Linked DNA regions of Zea mays: all the other regions are linked to region 3. The links are chromatin contacts, called in public Hi-C maps. All regions are on one chromosome and are shown on one strand. Each heading gives the region's core, a stretch centred on a gene start, on an enhancer-like site or on the middle of the called end of the contact. The rest is flanking DNA. Distances are from core to core; before and after follow the strand shown.

Region 1 (2,700 bases), core at 122-2,621, 250 kb before region 3:
TTTAGAAATTAATTTAACTTTAAAGCGTATAATTATCTAACAAAACTTTCATCAATATCACAGAACTTATGTTATGGATATGGCGGCCTGATCCCATTTAGGACGTTTTAGTGTGTGGCATGTCTTTCTCTTTTTTAAGGGCTGATTTGGTGGATAAGAATCACGAGAGGGTCCATCTGCAATAACCATCTATTACAGTTAAACCATCACAATATCAATTTTCCTTACCAGATTACCTCGTTATTGTTGTAATCACTTTTATTATGGGTCTAAAAGTTTATTTGATTTATAAGGTTAGGCTAAGCTCAATTAAATAAATCTGATAAAAAATGCTTGCTTATTTTCGCAAGAACCCCACAATAAAATATATCTCATGCTGCAGTCGGTGTAATGAGTGCATATATTTACTGCAATCTTTATTCTAAATTATAAAATATTTTAATTATTCTGGATATATTGCTCTTACCACATATCTAAACGTAGAATGTGTTTGTTTTGTAAAATGAGATAGTCTGTCATCATCTCACTCTAATTTTTATTTAGTTTATAAAATAGAATGAGTTCATATATCATCACCTATTTCTCATAAGATAATAATTAATAGTAGTGTATGAGAAATAAAGTTATTTCACTAAATTCAGTGATAGACTCATAATATGACATCATCTAGAACGGAATAATTCTCTAAACCAACCACTTCAATATTATATGTAAATGTATAATAAAATTATTAAAACACTCAAAACGTCTTAGGCTTTATTATTATTTCTACTACTATTAAGAACGAAAAGTAGTTACCTGGTGCTACCACGGCTTCACCTCGCGCTGACACACTGTGTCTGTCCCACGCGCCTTCGCCTCGGCGTCGTGCCATGTTAGCTCCACGCTTAGCATTCTCTCAACTACTGCTCGCGCAGCCATCATCAGACCACACGTACCTTAGTGTTTGGAAATAAACAATATTTATATAAAAATAGTGCAAAACGAGCATTTGAACACACATTCCCTACTCTAGAAATTTGTGGCTAACCACAAAACTATATGTAACTTAATGTTTACAAATAAATAATAATTATATTTGAATAAATATTTTAATATCTATTTATATGATATATAAAAACCGTAGTAAAATCACGGAGCTAGTTATTTATTAAGAATGAGGGGGCTAGTTATTTATTAAGAATGAGGTGAGGCGAAATTCAAATTGTGGTAGAAGATGTAAGCCGCCGTGTCGTGTCAGGCCCGGCAGGTGAAAGGGCACGGGAAAAGCCCAAACCGAGGAGCCACGACTATCCGAGCTGACCCACCGAATAAGAACCAGAACCAGAACAAGACCGGAGGAACCAGACGACGCAAGGGAAAGGAGAGCCACCGGAGCGGACCGCCACCTTCCCTTCTGCCGGCGACCTCCAGCCACGGCGCCCATGGCGTCGGCGAAGCTGCTGTACATTGTGGTGGTTGACGAGAACGCCTCCTCCTTCCGATACACGCGCTCCCTCCTCCATAGCACCCTCCAGCTCATGGGATGCAAGCCACGCCACGCCTTCGAGGTCCGTCCGTCCGCCTCTACATCTTCGATGTCGATCCCACCGGACCTCCGATGTTTCGTGTGTTTTTGTCTGATTCGGTCCTCCGCTCCCTCCTTTTCTCTTGTATAGATCAGCCGCAGGGTGTTTGATGTCATCCGGGGTGACCACCAGGGCCACGGCGACACGGCCACCTCCGCCCGGGTACAAAGGTACGAGGTCGCCGAAGCCACCCCGACCGCAAGCCCCCGCCAGTTCCAGTTCGAGCTATACAAGCGCCGGACCACCGTCCTCCTCCCAAGGGACCTCTTCCTCGACCTCGTCCTCGACGCCCTCGCCCTCTACAAGTACGTTGCCCCCAACCAGCGCGCCGATCTCATGCTCGCCTGCAGGTCCGTCCGCCACACCTTTCCTGCCCTCCTCTCTTCTGCCACTGCAATTCAAGATTTCCTCATTTTGCTGAGAAAATAATTGAAAAATTCCCTCATTTTGAGGTAATCTGTTGTTGCGTCGCTGTTCATGCTTGTCACGTCGTTCTGAAACATTCAGCAGCTCATATATAATATAACCTGATTTCTGAATGTGATGCTCAGGACAGATAATTCTGAACACGCCAAGGTAGCATGGTGATTTGATTACTTAGCATAATCAATACTAATGTTACTCCTTGAAAGGATGACTATGCAAACTATGCCTATTTGCCGATTGGACGAGATTCAAATTGTCTTATTGCAATTGTTATAGGGGCTAACATCTATAACGAATTTCCATACTTGTGTTGTCACCGATGTAAACTGCACTTAGGGGGTGTTTGGTTTCTAGGGACTAATTTTTAGTCCCTCCATTTTATTCCATTTTAGTTCATAAATTGTAAAATACGGAAACTAAAACTCTATTTTAGTTTCTGTATATGGCAATTTAGGGATTAAAATAGTATAAAATGGAGGGACTAAAAATTAGTCCCTACAAACCAAACACCCCTTTACTGTTTCAGACCCACAAGCATTAGTGCCTCCGGATTGATCACATACATTTCAAAGGGAACTTTTTAAAGGTGTTCATATTGTATCCTTGTCCCTTTCACTTATGTTCTTTCATCTTGCCTTAGGATTCGTGAACGAAAGGAATCTATCACGGTTCTTCTTTGTGGAACTAGTGGCTGTGGCAAGTCTAC
Region 2 (2,700 bases), core at 190-2,689, 170 kb after region 3:
GGTCCATCGGCACGAACCCGCATGAACTTTACCTTCGCCGTGGACCACAGTACCTGTGCTCCACGCCTGCACAACACAAGCCGAGGGACATGGTTGCACACACATAACTCACATCTGGGTTAGTATATGACTCAACTCGAGACGCTATCCGTTGACAATCACCCATCATCAATCCAAACCATAGGAGTTTATTTTCACACAATCTTTGAGCAAGAGTTTGGTAAATCTCTTTTTCCACATGGAAACATCTTTTGCACTCGACCTGATGCCCTGTTAGAGTTTCAGAAGTAAATGTGCCCCCATTCCTTAGAGCAGCCCAACCCAAGACTCTACGGGCCTGTTTGCTTCAGCTTTTTCCTGACCAACTTTTCTAAGAATCTGGTTGTGGAGGCAATCTTGTTGTGAGAAGAATCTGAGTATCGTGGACATTACATATGGAGGAATCCAGTTTTTCTAAGAATCTAGCTTTTTCTGACCAGCTTTTCTAAGGGTTCAGGATCTAGAAAGAGACGGATTCCTACTATTGCAACGACTCGGCCGATTCTGTATTCATGTTGATTTTGGATGGTTTTTATTAAATCAATTCTTATAAAAGCGAGCTGAAAAGCTGAGTGTTTGGCAGTCCGCAGCAACTTCTGGTGGTCAGAAGCTAAAAAAGGCTGAAACAAACATGGCTTACTTATAGTTTCTATAGCCTCCACGTCATCTAGAAACTACTACTAGACACTACCTCTTCAACGCAAACATCAATATTATTTAACTTAATTTAATACTCATCTCTCTCATTGTGTCTTGGATATCGTGTTAAAACCAAGTCTTATGTAAGACCTGATTTCTTACTCTTTCTTCATTTAATTGCTTGCCACATCATCTTTTAGCCTATATTACAGTTAAATTAATGCTACTGCTCTTATAGAATTGTGTATTGCTTCATTTTCGATGATATGGATGAGCTACCTTCTTCCGGTGTTAGGTGGATGAGAAAATGTATTCATCTTCATCTTGTGATCGTCGGCGATGATAATTTAGAGCCATAGAAAGAAAAAAAAAACGCCTCGTACCACTAAAATAAAGTTGCCAGCACTAGGACGAGAGATGTGCAACTCTCCAAGGTTTAAGAATGATCACATGCATACTTGTCTTGTTGTGTGGTACTACTTTTTTTTCTGTATTCAGGATAGGAGGGGTGCAACTATTTAGTGACGAGAAGAAGCAAGCAACGGCCAATAGCCACTTTGTTTATAGGACATAATATTTACAGATTCAATTTTCTTTTCTGCGGTCCAAACAATCCATTTTTTTTCTATTCCAGTGGTTTGCAATCCGGTAGTTTTTTCACTTCCCTGTTCCCTCGTTTCTGCGTTTTGCACCGACCAACCAATGTTGGGCTGCCTCGTATGCGGGTTGCTGACTTGTCCACAACAAGCACATCACTTTCGTTTTCTTTTCTCCCCCAGGAAGATGAGTGAGAAGATGAGCAAGGAGGGATCTCGCTTTAGACCAGCGAATCCATCCACAAAGATTCCGTGCACCTCCAGCGCAGCCTCCGCTGTCTGTCCCCGCGGCCGCGGCAACCGAGCAGGAAGAGGAGGAGGATCCCGTCCTCCCAGTCTAGAGCAGCCGCTTGCAAAGCGCATCGGCGGCACGGCCGTGGATTCCGCGAATCTGCCACCGCTTGCTGCTGCTTCTGAGACTGACACCGCCATCGCAGCTGATGGGGATACCCAGCGACGGCGACGACGTGGTGCAAATCCGGCACGCCGACGCCGCCGGCGAGCCCACCGTCGTCACCGTGAGCTGCCCCGACAAGACAGGACTGGGCTGCGACCTGTGCCGGGCCGTCCTCCTCTTCGGCCTCAGCGTCGTCAAGGGAGACATGAGCACCGACGGCCGCTGGTGCTACATCGTGTTCTGGCTGTTGCCGCGCGGGCGGCGGCCCGTGGCCGTGCCGTGGGACCTCCTCAAGGACCGGTTGCTTCAGCTCTGCCCCGTCGCGCCGCCATTCGGCTTCGGGTCCCACGACGCGTACCTCGCGGCGGCGGCTGGCCTGCAGGACGTTCCGCCTCCCGCGCCACAGCTCTTCCTGCTCAAGCTATGCTGCTTCGACCGGATGGGACTCTTGCACGGTAACGCCTCTGAATCCACCTCCGGCTGTTGCTCTGTTCTATGCCAAGTGCTAGGTTCAGTAACTACTTCATATCCGTCCAGCAAATTTGAATTTTTAATGTAAGCCAAGCAAGCACATCTGCTACTGAAGAAAAAAAGGGTCTAATTTTGGATCTTTTCGTGGGAATTCGGTGTTCCACAGATGTGACACGCGTTTTGTGTGAGCTAGAGCTCACGATCCGGAGGGTGAAGGTCTCTACCACGCCTGATGGGAGTGTGCTGGACCTTTTCTTCATCACAGATGCCAGGTCGGTTTAGCTCAAAACACATCCTTTTCGGAGAATATTTTTTTTTCTCTCTCTCGCTAAATTCCAAGACTAATATTCTGTGATAGGATGAAAACTTGTAGCTTTTTATTTCTTCATCGACCATCTTGTCTCGGATACCAAGAATTGTCTTATTCTGTGATACGATGAAAACTAAATATTCTGGAACGGTTTCAGGGGGCTTCTGCACACAAAGAGCAGGAGAGAAGAAACCCAGGACAGACTCGAGAGCGTCTTAGGCGACTCCTTGACATGTTGCGAAATAGAT
Region 3 (2,700 bases), core at 197-2,696:
CGGCCCGGTGCTGTGTGCCTGGTAACCTGAGGTTGTGAGCCTCCCAACTTGGAGTGAGCGAGTGCAGGGAGACCGGCGTCCGGCGGCGAGCCGGCGAGTGCAGGGAGGACAGTGGCCCGGCGCTGCTTGCTGCGACTAGGCGGCACTCCGAACTCGGACCGAGTGCAGGGAGGATCGGAGGCCGGCAGCTGTGTTTGACCGATTCAGGCTTTGACCATGGTTTCAGGCGGTCAGCCACTCAGTCTAATGTCTTAAAGTCTGCAACTCTGCAAGGTGCCAATGCCGCAACGCACAAGGGTGGCAGTGCCAGGAGGGATGGCAATCGGACGTGTAGTACACGGATATATAGTTCGTGAATCTATACCCGCGAGACAAAATTTAATCCATATTTATACACATAAACGTTCGTGGTATGGATCCGTATCCATACCCGTACCCGCCGGGTATCCGCTATCCAGTGGATACCCGTTACCCGCCCGCCCACTACAATTTTAGCATTAAACACCAAACAACAATTTTATTACATTTCAAAATAATTACCATTCCAATAGCATTAAATGATAATTTCAGCACCAAACAACATGTTATGGATAAAAATTGAAAAATAAAAATTTATGATAATATATAAATCCGGATGGCCCAGATGTTAGATATCTATTGGGTAACGGGTATGGATACTGGATATCTATACCCGCGAAAAAATATCCGCGGATACCTTATTATATCCATAACTATACCCGCGGATATCAAATTCCACCATACCCATATTCAATGGATAATTATCCATAGTTATTTACCCATACCCGTACCCATTGCCATCCCTAAGTGCCAGCATGCCACATTTGTGAATCCGGGTACCCAACCGTTGAATACCCGTATCCGACCGGCGTTGGCGGGTATTTGTCGGGTATTATCGATTCCGTATCCTACCCGTATCCGGAAATTCTTAACTAAGTAGTACCCGTATCCGTCCCGACAAAAAAAACCGGTATCCGTATCCGAAAATCTAGGTATTTTGGCTACTCGTATCCAGTACCCGTTCCAGGTACCCATCCTGTTTTCATCCCTACGTGTGATCATCTCTAAAATGATTTAATGTAGCGAATTTAGAGTCACTATAGGAATTATAATTCATTTTATGAGTTATGTAATTTTTATTTTTTAAGTGACGTAAGTTTTATGTTTATGCATTGTGTAATTTTTATTTTAATTTAATCTAGTATTGTGTAATTTTTAAGTAATATAATTTCAATTCTTTTTATAAACTATATAGTTGTTCTTCGTTAATTTATGTGTTGGATGTTTTTCCTTTCAATACAACGTCGCTGATTATTCATTGTTTTTTTAAATCCCATACCACATTACCTTCTTCCCCCCGCGAATCAACGGCTGGGATTGACATCAGTTTTTTTTTTTTTTTTTTTTTTTTGATAACTGAACTGACCTCAGTTTATGTCAGTCCAGAAACCTCGTCTCCTCCCTCTTCTGTCTTCTCCCGCTCACCGCCCACCGCCCGACCTGTGCTGCCGCCCATGGCGAGACGCCTTCTCTCCCGCGGCCGCCTCATTAAGCTCGACCGGCCCATCCTACCCGCCGCTCTCACCCGTCTGCTTTCGCGCGGCCCGCCCACTCCGACGACTAGCGAACCGGAGGACAAGGGCAAAAAAGCGGCGGCTGTCCTAGTGGAGGCGGTCGCCACGAACCACAAAAAGGACGCGGAGGTCGGGAGAGATGGATCCGAGGAGGACGACGAGGATACGAGCCCGCCCTGGAGGAGCTGGAGGCCGGACGTCGCGTGGCTCTCCAAGGCACTCGAGCCCGCACTGGACCTGTACAAGCAATACAGCTGGAAGCCTTTCGCGTGTTCGTCTCCTGCACTTCAGTTGCTCTTATATTCTATCCTTACACCTACCTCACCTCATCATTGTCATCCTTCCATCTGACACATTTTTTTACGAATTGGCACATTGGTAATATTATTATGATGAACTAATGTGTGGAATGAATCGCTGTAAAATGGGAAAGTGGGATTTGACAATTTGCAGCCATACTTGAGAAGTTAAGCTGCTTTTTCGTTCCTGCTTTAGTTCAATAAGCCGTGGATCCCTGGACGACCTCAAGGGATACATTATGTTGTTTATTTCCTTTGCTACACAAATTTATAGCTGCACATTCAGAATTAAGATATGCCACACAATTAGAAAGTGGTTAAAGTTGTACTATCTGAATGCAGCTTCTGGTCGTGTGGAAAACATCCCTGCAAGCACTCGTACATTTAGTGAGATCCTAAGCGACCTCCAGAGAAGTAAGATAAGCATAAAGGACTGGAGCCTCAGTGATCTCACCATTGGCCTCTACCTCATTTACCTCAGCCAAGCATCCTCAAAGAACTCGGAAGCTTTCAAGGGCGTTCAGATATCCTCCAATAAGATGGTACGTCCTGCAGGCTTTGTATTCACACTGAAGTTTTTAAACTGCGTAGGCGTTTTTGGTAGTAACAAACAAGGATTACCTGGGTATGCATGATATGACATCTATGACACCATTGTTCCAAAAGAAGAAAGCAAACGTTTCTTTTAACTTTGGCTATGATGATTGAGCATTTAGAGTGTCAGCCTATTTAGACTGTTGTGGGCAGAACCAGTGCTGGAGGTTTCCACATTAGTGGTCTTTGGGAAAGGGATAAACCAAGGCAAGCCT

Evidence for each region. Hi-C and Micro-C count contacts between places; a contact is called where the count stands out from the background.
Region 1: a Hi-C map of ear shows a contact between it and region 3, with 2.7 times the contacts expected there. The contact joins the promoter of LOC100191504 here to the promoter of LOC103647251 in region 3. A contact is called at or near these places in 4 of 25 Hi-C or Micro-C datasets (ear, leaf and tassel).
Region 2: a Hi-C map of endosperm shows a contact between it and region 3, with 3 times the contacts expected there. The contact joins the promoter of LOC100283831 here to the promoter of LOC103647251 in region 3. A contact is called at or near these places in 7 of 25 Hi-C or Micro-C datasets (bundle sheath, ear, endosperm and 2 more) and 1 of 3 datasets of contacts at active chromatin or transcription factors (leaf).

What each region holds. Positions count from the first base shown.
Region 1 is chr2:168,768,485-168,771,184 of Zm-B73-REFERENCE-NAM-5.0, forward strand. It overlaps LOC100191504 (P-loop NTPase domain-containing protein LPA1 homolog 1), which reads left to right and starts at 1,372. Exons shown (of 7, transcript NM_001136936.1): 1 at 1,372-1,550; 2 at 1,659-1,918; 3 at 2,635-2,700. The coding sequence starts at 1,425.
Region 2 is chr2:169,184,359-169,187,058 of Zm-B73-REFERENCE-NAM-5.0, forward strand. LOC100283831 reads left to right here and starts at 1,440. Exons shown (of 5, transcript NM_001156729.2): 1 at 1,440-2,126; 2 at 2,309-2,414; 3 at 2,610-2,700. The coding sequence starts at 1,715.
Region 3 is chr2:169,013,607-169,016,306 of Zm-B73-REFERENCE-NAM-5.0, forward strand. It overlaps LOC103647251 (diacylglycerol lipase-beta), which reads left to right and starts at 1,447. Exons shown (of 7, transcript XM_008671808.4): 1 at 1,447-1,863; 2 at 2,234-2,433. The coding sequence starts at 1,533.